Linked DNA regions of Mus musculus: region 1 is linked to region 2. Evidence: chromatin contacts called from public HiChIP or PLAC-seq data. All regions are on one chromosome and are shown on one strand. Each heading gives the region's core, a stretch centred on a gene start, on an enhancer-like site or on the middle of the called end of the contact. The rest is flanking DNA. Distances are from core to core; before and after follow the strand shown. Region 1 overlaps Gm12984 (a long non-coding RNA gene). Region 2 has its middle 57 kb from the start of Gm42327.

Region 1 (5,270 bases), core at 179-2,678, 320 kb before region 2:
CACTCAGGAGGCAGAGACAAGTGGATCTCTGAGAGTTTCAAGGCCAACCTAGTCTACAGAGTTCCAAAACAGCCAGGGCTACACAGAGAAACCCTGTCTTGAAAAACAAAAGAAGTATGTGCATGCATTCTTGAGCACACACACACACACCCCAAAATGAAAAAAAGAAAGTCTCACCCAGAGTCCAGCTTGGTTCAGACTTCCTGATGGAAGCATTGTGCAGGGAAACTCACAGGCGTGGGCGACTCAGAAAGCTGTGTCACCCAAAAGTCCCACATCTCTGAGGGATGGCTTCACGAGAATCGCATCATAGAGTTCTGCTTTCAGTTTCCCTTCCTTCTGTGACCTCAAGGGAGGCAGAGGGGAGCGAATGAGTCCTCGTGACCTCTCCACCTCTCTCAGAGTGAAGAGCGGCGGGTCCAGGATCCTTGCCACACACCTGGTTGTCTCTGAGTGTGTCTGCTGATGTCATTGCTATGACTACAGGGATAAGGGGTCAGCTGGTCACCACAGCGACCTTTGCTCCACCACAGAGGAAGGGTTGGACATACCTGGATGAAAAGCTAGGACAGTGGCTTGTTTGTATCTTGGTGGATCGGAAGCACTACCAAACAGTGACCTATGTGTATAATGCCCCGAAGGTTTCCCAACCTCCCACAAGCTGGAGTGTACAATGCATGGGTCTCTGGGTGGGGGTATTGCACATTCGAGTTGTCACCATGACTAAACAGGGCTGTTCATTTTGCTCAGTGTCTTCAGCTTACAGTGCACCGAGCTCGCGACAGATGACCAGCTCTTCTCATTTACACGTCAACCCTGGAGAGCGGTTGCTATAATTATCTGCGTTTACAAGATAAGGCAACTGAAGTCCCGAGGGGAAGGGACAACTCTAGCCAAAGCAAGCAGGAGAGGGGGAGGCAGGCCCAGCTTTAGTGCCTCAAAGCTAGCGTTTCTGTGTTTCTGTTTCCTGTCACCTAACACTCCCTCTTGAGGCATTCTTGGAAGCTGAAGGGTGTGGCAAGGACGGGGAGGCTGAGTTGACCTTCTCCAGGCCTCAGTTTCCTCGTCTGTAGAATGAAGCGATGCTTTGCGTTGAACTGAAAGCTAGAGATGGCTTTTCAGTGGGTCTCGGAGAAGAGTGTGCCTCTGCGAAACCCAAGAAGTGGGCTTCTTAAATAAATGCTGATGCGAGACAGGAAGTGGCCAAGTGTCTCAGAGCCATTGTTCCACCCCAGTGGAGGTGCCAGGATAGTTCAGGCAGGGTAAGAGGACAAAAACAAAACCGGGAGTCTTTATCTAGAACTCTCCTTTCAGAGCCTTCCAGGGAAACAGAAACTTCTGGACTGTCATTGCCGAGTTCCAAACATTTCAGAGGGCTCAGCAGGAAATCTGTCATCATCTGACCCTAGCCTTGGCATCAGCCATACAGAAGGCTGTCTGGGAAAGCCCCTCCCACTGGCAGCCTCTCTGCCATGGTCCTGCCCTGCACTGAATCCACCCTCCCCACAGCTGCAGTGGATCAGATGGCTGCCCAGCTCTCCCGCTGGGGTTGGGAGTCCCTTCTCTGGGCAGCAGCTTCATTCCTGGACTACAGAAAACCGTAGCCCAAGGACTCCGCATACTGTGTTTCTGATGCAGAGCCTCACCACAGGGTCACGAAGCGTCCTGAGTCCTTCTCGGCTGGTGCAGAAGTGTACCCTACACCCCCCCTCTGTTGGTGGATGGCAGGGCTCAGTCCCAGGGGTGTGATACTCTGGGAGTGGCTATGTTTCCCCAGTCTTGACTCTATCACTGTCTGAGAACCCTTTGAGGACTGTGCGGGACAGTGCTCCCCTTGGGTTCCCTCCAGGTTCCACTGAAGGCTTAGCATCGACTACGGTGGGTGTGCTCCTGGGTCATCTCCAGTGCCAGTCACCAAGAGCTCTGATCGCTCATAGCAGGACCCCCACTTCTGCTCCGCTCTGCTCCACTGAGTCCCTAGGTCCCTCTGTCAAAGGCTCCTACGGGATTTCTAAGTCTGTTCACTGGGATCAGGTTCATGGGCTCAGGGAGGAAGCCGAGGGCACAGGTTGCTTGTCCGTCTCATCTCAGCACCTAGGGCTGCTGATCTTCACCTTTCATTTGGGGAATTTACACGAGAGTCTTTTTTTTTTTTTTTTCTCTTGGTTTTGTATTGGGAGGGCTTGAGCCCAGGGTTGAGCATGTGTTTTTAAAAAGCGCCCTACACTTGGGAGCAGAGGCAGGCAGATCTCTGAGTTTGAGGCCAGACTGGTCTACAAAGTGAGCTCCAGGACAGCCAGGGCTACACAGAGAAAGCCTGTCTCGAAAAACAAGCAAACAAACAAAAAAGCGCCCTACAAGCACTCAGGAGGCAGAGGCAAGCGGATTTCTGAGTTCGAGGCCAGCCTGGTCTACAAAGTGAGCTCCAGGACAGCCAGGGCTATTCAGAGAAACCCTGTCTCGAAAAAACCAAAAAAAAAAAAAAAAAAAAAAAAAGCGCCCTACAAATGAGCCACAGTTTTCACAAGATTTTTTTGTCTTGTTGCATTTCTATTGCAATAAAATTGACATAAATCGCCGGGCGTGGTGGCACACACCTTTAATCCCAGCACTTGGGAGGCAGAGGCAGGTGGATCTCTGAGTTTGAGGCCAGCCTGGTCTACAGAGTGAGTTCCAGGACAGCCAAGGCTATACAGAGAAACTCTGTCTCAAAAAAAAAAAAATTGACATAAGTCGCCATGTAGTTCACATGTGCAGGTTAAGGTGGTATTTATTATTATGGGTGTTTTGCCTGTATGTCTATATGTGCATCCTGAGCACACAGTGCCCTCAAAGTTCAGAAGACAGTATTAGACCCCCTGGAACTGGAGTTACACACAGTCGTGAGATGCCACATTGGTGCTGAGAATCCATCCCAGGTCCTCTGCAAGAGCAGCCAGTGCGCCCACTTCCAGGCCCTGGCATTTCCCCACACTGGGAAATAGAGCCTTCATAGGACAAAGGGCCTCTCCTCCCATTCATTGATGTCTGTCTGACTTGACCTTGAACTCTTGATCCTGGTGCCTCCAGCTTCCAAGTATGAAATTATACTCAACTCTTTGTTTTAAACCTGTGACAGGATTTGAACCCAGAACCTTGTGCATGCTAGGCAAACATTCTACCACTTGGCTACACTCCCAACCCAAGGGCTTTTTTTTTTTTTTTAAATATGAGTACATTGTAGCTATCTTCAGACACACCAGAAGAGGGAATGGGATTCCATTATAGATGGTTGTGAGCCACCATGTGGTTGCTGGGATTTTAACTCAGGACCTCTGGAAGGGCAGTCAGTGCTCTTAACCGCTGAGCCATCTCTCCAGACCCCCAACCCAAGGTCTTGATGTTCAGGCTCTGAGCGGTTCTCTTCCTGCCTTGGCCTCCCTGGTGCTGGGTTTATGCACACATCGGTGTCCGGGTGTCACAGCCTTTCTTCTGAGTGCTGGCAACTGCAGGCTTTTAAAGGTCTCGAGGTGGGTGGGAGGTGACCGAGGAACTAAAGACACCTCTGTCTCCAGGCACCTGAGCACCTACTCGTTCCTCACAGTCCCACTGTTTGCAACGTGTGGACGCAAGGCCTGGGGAAGTGAGCAAAGCTGTCTGATGACAGAGCTGACCACCAGCCTGTCTACACTGGTTTGTCTACTTGGCTTGGCTTCCCACGGGCTGAGACTCTGGGGTTGCATACCTTGGAACTCCATAGATGCACTCCATGGCTTCGGGTTAATGTTTTCTCTGGATTCTCCTTGGGGACAGCAGTCAAGCTGGGCAGGCGCCACAGTGTGAAGGAGGTAGGGCGAAGGGGAGTGAGTCAGACACACACTGGACAACTGACTGAGAAGAAGGCAGTGGGTGGGAGGCCAGCATCCTGTCTTCATCTTTATTTACTTATTCTCCTTCGTTATTTGTTTGTTTGGGGGAGGGTGTTTGTTTTTGTTTTAAACATGGTCTCTCTGCATAGCTCTGGCTGTCCTGGAACTCACTCTGTAGACCAGGCTGGCCTTGAACTCACAGAGATCTGCCTGCCTCTGCTTCCAGAGTGCTGTGTGTGTGCCACCACACACCCAGTGGGGCCCCAGATTCTTAATCCAGGCCTGCCAGACTCAAGATGGCTCGCTCCCCATGAGTTCCACTCGTGCTTTCTTCCTTTCACCCCCATGAGGGCTGCAATGGTTTTAGGGGGCCAGGGACCAACAAAGGCCCCACCCCACTCCACTCAGAGGCAAACAGGATCCCTTCTCATCCTTCGTATCATCCCCATCACTTGAGGGAGGGGGTGCTTCTGGAAGGAGGGAAAGAGAGATGTGAGCCCCGCCCAGAAGCTCTTCAGGTTTTCCCTTACTGTCTGGAATTTCCAGAACTAACCAGAATTGCTTAAATCAGTCTTGGTCAGGAAATGCTTTAATGGAACAGGTCATTCAGGCAATACCTCCTGAGGCAAAATGCTCAGAGGCCCGGGAGACAGAAGGCAAAAGGCCCCCAGCCTCTGCTTCTGCGAGGAAGAGGAGGTCCGCAAAGGAAGGGATTTGCTTGAAGTCTTCCATCCAGAGAGAGGCGGAGCTGAGCAGGCTCCAAGGTTTGCTGGGTCTGTTGCCTTTATCACCCACCCCCAAAGGTGGGACAGAGACTCATCAGGGGTCTGTAATAACAGCTTTGCTCATTTCGAAGCAGAATGCTTAACGTACAAGCCATTTCTCATCCCGTTAGCTGGAGGGGTGGGTATCTCTCCCTCGTTTCACAGGGGAGAGTAAAAAGCTTGCCTGAGATAAGACAGATGGAAAATGCTGGTATCTGAACTTCGCTTGGTATTCCAGGATCCCAGCATGCCTAGGGGTCAAGCTGGAGGTTCACACGGTGAGTCCAAGGTCAGATGAGACTGCTCTGAGCCAAGTAGGGACCCTGAGCAATGACCAGGGAAGGACAAAGGCACACTGAGGGGCTGAGGACAAGCCAGCTGGCAGGCCAGGCCAGCTTGCAACCCGAGCCCATTGCCACCCAACCACCCAGGCTCTCCGGTTCCCGGTCTCCTTCCCAGCCCCTGTCCAGGAGTCTGAGGTAGAGATGCAGGCTTGACAGACAAGGAGTGCTCACAGCCTAATACACCACAGACACTTCTACTCAGAGGCACCTCCAGAAGTTTGAGACAAAGTGTCTTGTTTTGGAGACAGGGAAACTGAGGCCGGTTGTGCACTTTCTGCTGCGCTTTCTGTTCTCCTGACCTCAGTCCATGGCCC
Region 2 (5,011 bases), core at 1,375-3,874:
TCAGGCTGGGTTCATTCCCAGCCCTGCCCACTCCCACGTGGCAGCCTGAGTCTCAAACTCTGATTCTCAAGGTAAATGGGTTACAGCAAGGGGGTCAGGTAGAAGATGCCGTGTTCATTAGAGAAAGGTAAAGTCAAATAAGAAATCCCACCTCTGCCCTCCCCCACCCTCCCCCCACCCTCCTCCACCTTTTCCCCCACCCCCACCCCATATGAGGTTTATCAGCTTTTAAATGCCCAAAAATGACTGGTAATTCTTAGTGGGCTAAAATGAAAACCCAGAATTACCAAAGGCACATCTCATGACTCTACCCTACTGAATCAGGCCCTCCTTCCTGAGCTACCTAGACAGTCGCATCTCAAAAACGTTTCCCTGGGGTGACTCTGCCACAGTTAAGATTTGCTGGTGATGGATCTATATGAGTGTCTTGAGACGCTCCTCACCAGGGTCCACCAGGCCATAGTGCGGGCCCCATAAGCTGCTTTAGAAGGCCTCAGGCCAGAGCCTGGATCCTTGTCCCCATGTCCTGAGTCTGGCCCTCAGCAGATCCTGAATAAATAAATAAATATTTGCTGAATTGATTATTTCTCTTTGTGTGTGTGTGTGTGTGTGTGTGTGTGTGTGTGCATATTTATGTGTGCGGGCACACACCCATGTTTGTGTCGTATGCTATTCCCATGCAGTGTGCAGATGCCACAGGACAAACTTGGCTGTTGTTCCTCAGTCACTGTGCACCTTGGTTTTTGAGACAGCATCTCCTACTGGCCTAGATCTCACCAAGTCAACTCAGCCACGTTGCCAGGAAGCGCCAGAGATTCACCTGTCTATGCCTCCCCAGCACCCCCAGCACTGGGGTGACAAGCACACGTCTACTCGTGAATTTTTTAAATGTGTTTCTGAGGATCAAACTCAAGACCTCAGGCTATCAAGACAAACACTTCATCAGCCGAGTGAACCATCTCCCCAGCTCCTGAACTTACCATTTCTATCCTTATACAGAGACAGCAGAATGGGGCACATCCTTAAAACACCATCAAACCAACAGACGAAAATGCTACACATCTCAAAGTGATAGAAAAAGCAGGTGTCTGATATGGTCCCTCTGACAGAGGCATCTCACCGGCCCTCTTCCACAGGGTGAGTCTATTTCCCAGTCAAGTATAACGCCAAGATTCAGGAGGGTAGAAAATTGTTCCAGGTTCCTGCAGACAGTGCTTTATTTGTATGCAAAACACAAACACACACACACACACTCGCGCGCGCACACACACACACACACGGATACACAAGCACACACAGACATACAAGTTCACACCAAAGCTGGGCCCCAAGGACACATTTCCTGGGCCCTGCTCACGTGTGGCTTGGAATATCCTTTATGTCTGGATCCTGCACATCCTAAGTTCACAATGAAGCCATCAGGAAGGACTTTGCTATCCCTGTCCAAGGCTCTATTTTCCCAATTGAGGTAGACAAGCAAAAAAAAAAAAAAAAAAAAAAAAAAAACCCTACACAAGGCCAAGGCCACAGACTTAATACTCTTTCCATGTTTCTGGGCTTGCAGCCTAAGTTGGAGGCTCCTGGAGAAGTCACACAGTCTCTCAAGCTTGTGGAGATCCCAGACCATCTGCTCCCTGAGCATCCGCGGACTGTTGGCCATGTGCCGCTCCGGGTCACCTGACTTGCCTCCCCACCAAGCTGCTTGCTTTGCAGAACGTCCTGTTTAATGTTTTATCTCTCCCATTATTGATTCAGCCCCGCACTCCCTGCCCGGTCTGACCAAGTAAGCCAGGAGCGTTTGTGTAATGTCAACTTCATCAAAAATGTAGGAGCTGGTGTTTATTCGTCTGCATAAACCTAGACGGTTTAAGTCGGCGGTTTCAGCGAGCCAGGGAGGACACTGGCAGCCATGGGCTGGTTGCTCTGAAGTGAAGCTGGGTTTCCAAAGATCTGAGAGCGGGGAGCAGCACACCCCAGCCCCTCCGGGTGGGATGAGTTGTTTCGGTGGTGGTGGTGGTGGTGGTGGTGGTGGTAGTTTGTGTGGCTGGGTTTTTGTTCTGTTCTTTTTCTGAGGTGAGGCAGGTTTCACTCTGGGATCTTCCTGCCTCCACTCCCCACAGCCAAGACTGGGGACACCTGTCGCAGATCTAGCTGTATGCTGTGTGCTTCTATTTCCAAGGATTTGGATTTGGGGCTTTTGTTTTGTTTGTTTTGTTTTTTAAGGCCTGTATGTCTATCTATTCAAAGGGGGAAAAAAAAACACAGGCAGGAAGGATCAGCGTTGACGATGCCATCCCAGCCTGCGGTTTCTCCTTTTCTATTTTCTGCGCACCTGAATTAGCTACGTTCTGTTTCTGGTGCAATGCAGAATGGGCATGTCCTTGTGTCCCACTCTCCAAAGAATTAGGCAGAGAACCTCAAAATATTTCCCACTGGACCTCTTCCATCATCCCAGCTGGGAAATTCAGCACCTCTTAGTCCCTGAGTCACCAGAGAACCATGAGACTGTATAGCACTATCTGGCTTGTGGTAAGAGCCAAGAAATCTCATGCAGTGTCCCCAGATGGCCACCAGTGTCCACGCTCCCTCCTGCTGGGAGTATGTGTACCCAGCCCTTTAGGGAAACCAAGCTATGCCAGCCTGGATGTTCTCATACCCATAGAGGTCACACTAGTGTGCACTCTGGCTGTGAAGGCCCAGGAGGCAGGGTGCTAATGGTAACCATGGCAACAAACTCCCCCTCCACCTAAGGAGTTTCCCATCTGATTGGGGGCTTTCTGACAGCCAGGGCACCCCGGTAAGGAGATACATGGGACACAAACAACAACAAAAAAACAGTTGGGCAAAAGCCCCCAAAGTCCCAGCTTTTGACAGCCAGAATCCCAAAGGCCACCAAGCCAGGGAAGGGAAAAGCAGCGGGCAGTGGCCTAGGAAGACCAGTGTACCAACCAGAACAGGCAGACTTCTGGACTGCGCTTCCCTGATTGGTCCTGTTTATAATCTTATTTACATACCAGAAGTCAGCTGATCATGGCCCAGCTGACATGCCATGAACTTGGATGGTCCACGGATGAGCAAGAGGTGAATAGAGCCTGACAGGGGAGGACGAGGAGAATGCCAGAGGCATTGGAAGCTCCTGGAGCCCCAGGCTCCTGTGCCAAGCAGGGAGGGCACTGGGGCTCCAGCCAGCATCCTGGATGCAAACATTGGTACAAATAGGTGAGAGTCGTTCATTCCTGCCTCTCAGACCCCACACTTCAGCTGCAGATGCCAAAGCTGCTCTCACCTTCAAGACCTGCCAGAGACAGGATGCCTGCTGCTCCTGCTGCTCCTCCTCCTCCTCCCGCTGCTCCTCCTGCTGCTGCTCCTCCTCCTCCCGCTGCTCCTCCTGCTGCTGCTCCCCCTGCTCCCGCTGCTCCTCCTGCTGCTTGCTGCTCCCCTTGCTCCTGCTGCTCCTCCTGCTGCTGCTCCCCCTGCTCCCACTGCTCCTCCTGCTGCTTGCTGCTCCCCCTGCTCCCGCTGCTCCTCCTGCTGCTGCTCCCCCTGCTCCCGCTGCTCCCACTGCTCCTCCCGCTGCTCCTCCTGCTGCTGCTCCCCCTGCTCTCGCTGCTCCTGGTTTTCCTCCTGCTCCCGCTGCTCCTGTTGCTCCCTCTGGTGACCCACTTTCTGCAGAGTTGCTCTCAGTTGACACCCCGAATCTCTCTGAGAGCTTCTAAGGGCTGTAACTGTTCTCAGAGGTGTAACGGGCTTTGGGCTAGCATTTCTGGCTACCAAGAGTTCAAACTTGTTCTGTTTAAGTTGGCAGTTCCCACAAGGCTTAAAATTATCTAGTTTAGTGAAGGTTGTTAACCCTGAATCAAGAATAAACACTCCTGAACATTCCGTGTTGTCTAACCACTTCATTTTTGGAAGGAAGGTGGACAAGAACCCCCAATAGAGATAGGAAGGAGATGAACTCTGCCAACCTCTTCAATTCCATCCATGTAGCACCAACTCTGAGCCTTTGACAGGGAGGCTGGCAACCAAGCACATTAAACACTGTCAACACCATTTTTCCAATAAGGAATCTGAGGCTCAGAGAGGTCAAGCCACTCACTAAACATCACACAGCCAGGACACTTGGGGAGCAGCAAGCTGACTCCAGCTCCTACATTCTGACACTGCCTCCCTCTCTCTAGCTGGGTTTTCAGGGGCAGGGCATCACTGTAGAAGGCCCACTTAGTGGCCTAAGGATGACAGCCTGCTCTGGACACCCAGAAGGTGTTGTGTGAGACTTCTGGGGAAATGTGAACATCTACTCACCCCAGAGAGAGTATGGCAGACAGAGGATTTCCCCTAAAGTCCAGCTTGGTGACTATGAGTTCTTACTCGGGTGACTTACAGGAGTAAAGACAAGGGGATACTCATAGAAACAGAGATGACTCAGAAATGACCACAACACCAAAGATCTCTCCCCTGCATGGGTGACATCTCACTAAAGCTACCACCTTGCACCCAGCGCAGCAGAAGGCAAGGCTCCTTCTGGAAGCTGGGCTGGTTGAACAGTCTCCTCTGCCAATGCTTGCTGACTATTCCCACACCCCCTGGAAGGACCCTGTGGGTCTAATTGGGTTCCAGAACTTCCTAAGACTTGTGTTATTTTCCATCTGGCTGTCATGAGCCTCTTCCCTTCTTCCTTCCTGGATGGAATGTTTCCATTGGAAAGAAATCACGGGGCAGGGGGCAGGGGGACACTGATTCCAGGGGCATTAGGTAACCCTGCTTTAAATGCTACTCGCCGCTCACATGCCACCTTAGGCTTGTCCTTCCACCTCCTTGGGGCTCTGCTTCCTCATCCTGGGGTGATGAGTTGTATCACACTGTTCTTGGAGATGCATGAACAAACACGTACTCATCTCAGATAGGGAGCTGAAAAATGGGACAAATTAAGGATGCCGCTAAAGTCTTAACTCGGTAAACCAGTGAGCTTTGCTAGGGTGACCTACAGAAATGTGGGTGATGGGCAACCACA

The links. HiChIP or PLAC-seq counts read pairs in DNA pulled down with a chosen protein or histone mark.
Region 1: a FOXA1 HiChIP or PLAC-seq map of pancreatic cancer cells shows a contact between it and region 2. The contact joins two enhancer-like sites. A contact is called at or near these places in 1 of 39 promoter capture datasets (the HPC-7 cell line), 1 of 15 datasets of contacts at CTCF or cohesin (pro-B cells), 1 of 484 Hi-C or Micro-C datasets (bone marrow-derived macrophages), 7 of 115 datasets of contacts at active chromatin or transcription factors (bone marrow-derived dendritic cells, cardiomyocytes, embryonic stem cells and 3 more) and 3 of 9 other capture datasets (adipose tissue, embryonic stem cells and liver).

Annotation. Positions count from the first base shown.
Region 1 is chr4:135,309,044-135,314,313 of GRCm38.p6, reverse strand. It overlaps Gm12984 (a long non-coding RNA gene), which reads right to left. Exons shown (of 4, transcript XR_003955129.1): 3 at 5,256-5,270; 4 at 3,390-4,935. Among named protein-coding and RNA genes, the nearest start is that of Gm12984, 5.5 kb to the right of the region's middle. Within about 2 kb of position 1,428, at least 269 of the 459 cell types and tissues checked have an H3K27ac peak or open chromatin away from gene starts, as enhancers often do. A contact at or near this core is called in liver and pancreatic cancer cells, where this site is marked.
Region 2 is chr4:134,991,929-134,996,939 of GRCm38.p6, reverse strand. No RefSeq gene overlaps it. Among named protein-coding and RNA genes, the nearest start is that of Gm42327, 57 kb to the left of the region's middle. Within about 2 kb of position 2,624, at least 25 of the 459 cell types and tissues checked have an H3K27ac peak or open chromatin away from gene starts, as enhancers often do. A contact at or near this core is called in liver and pancreatic cancer cells, where this site is marked.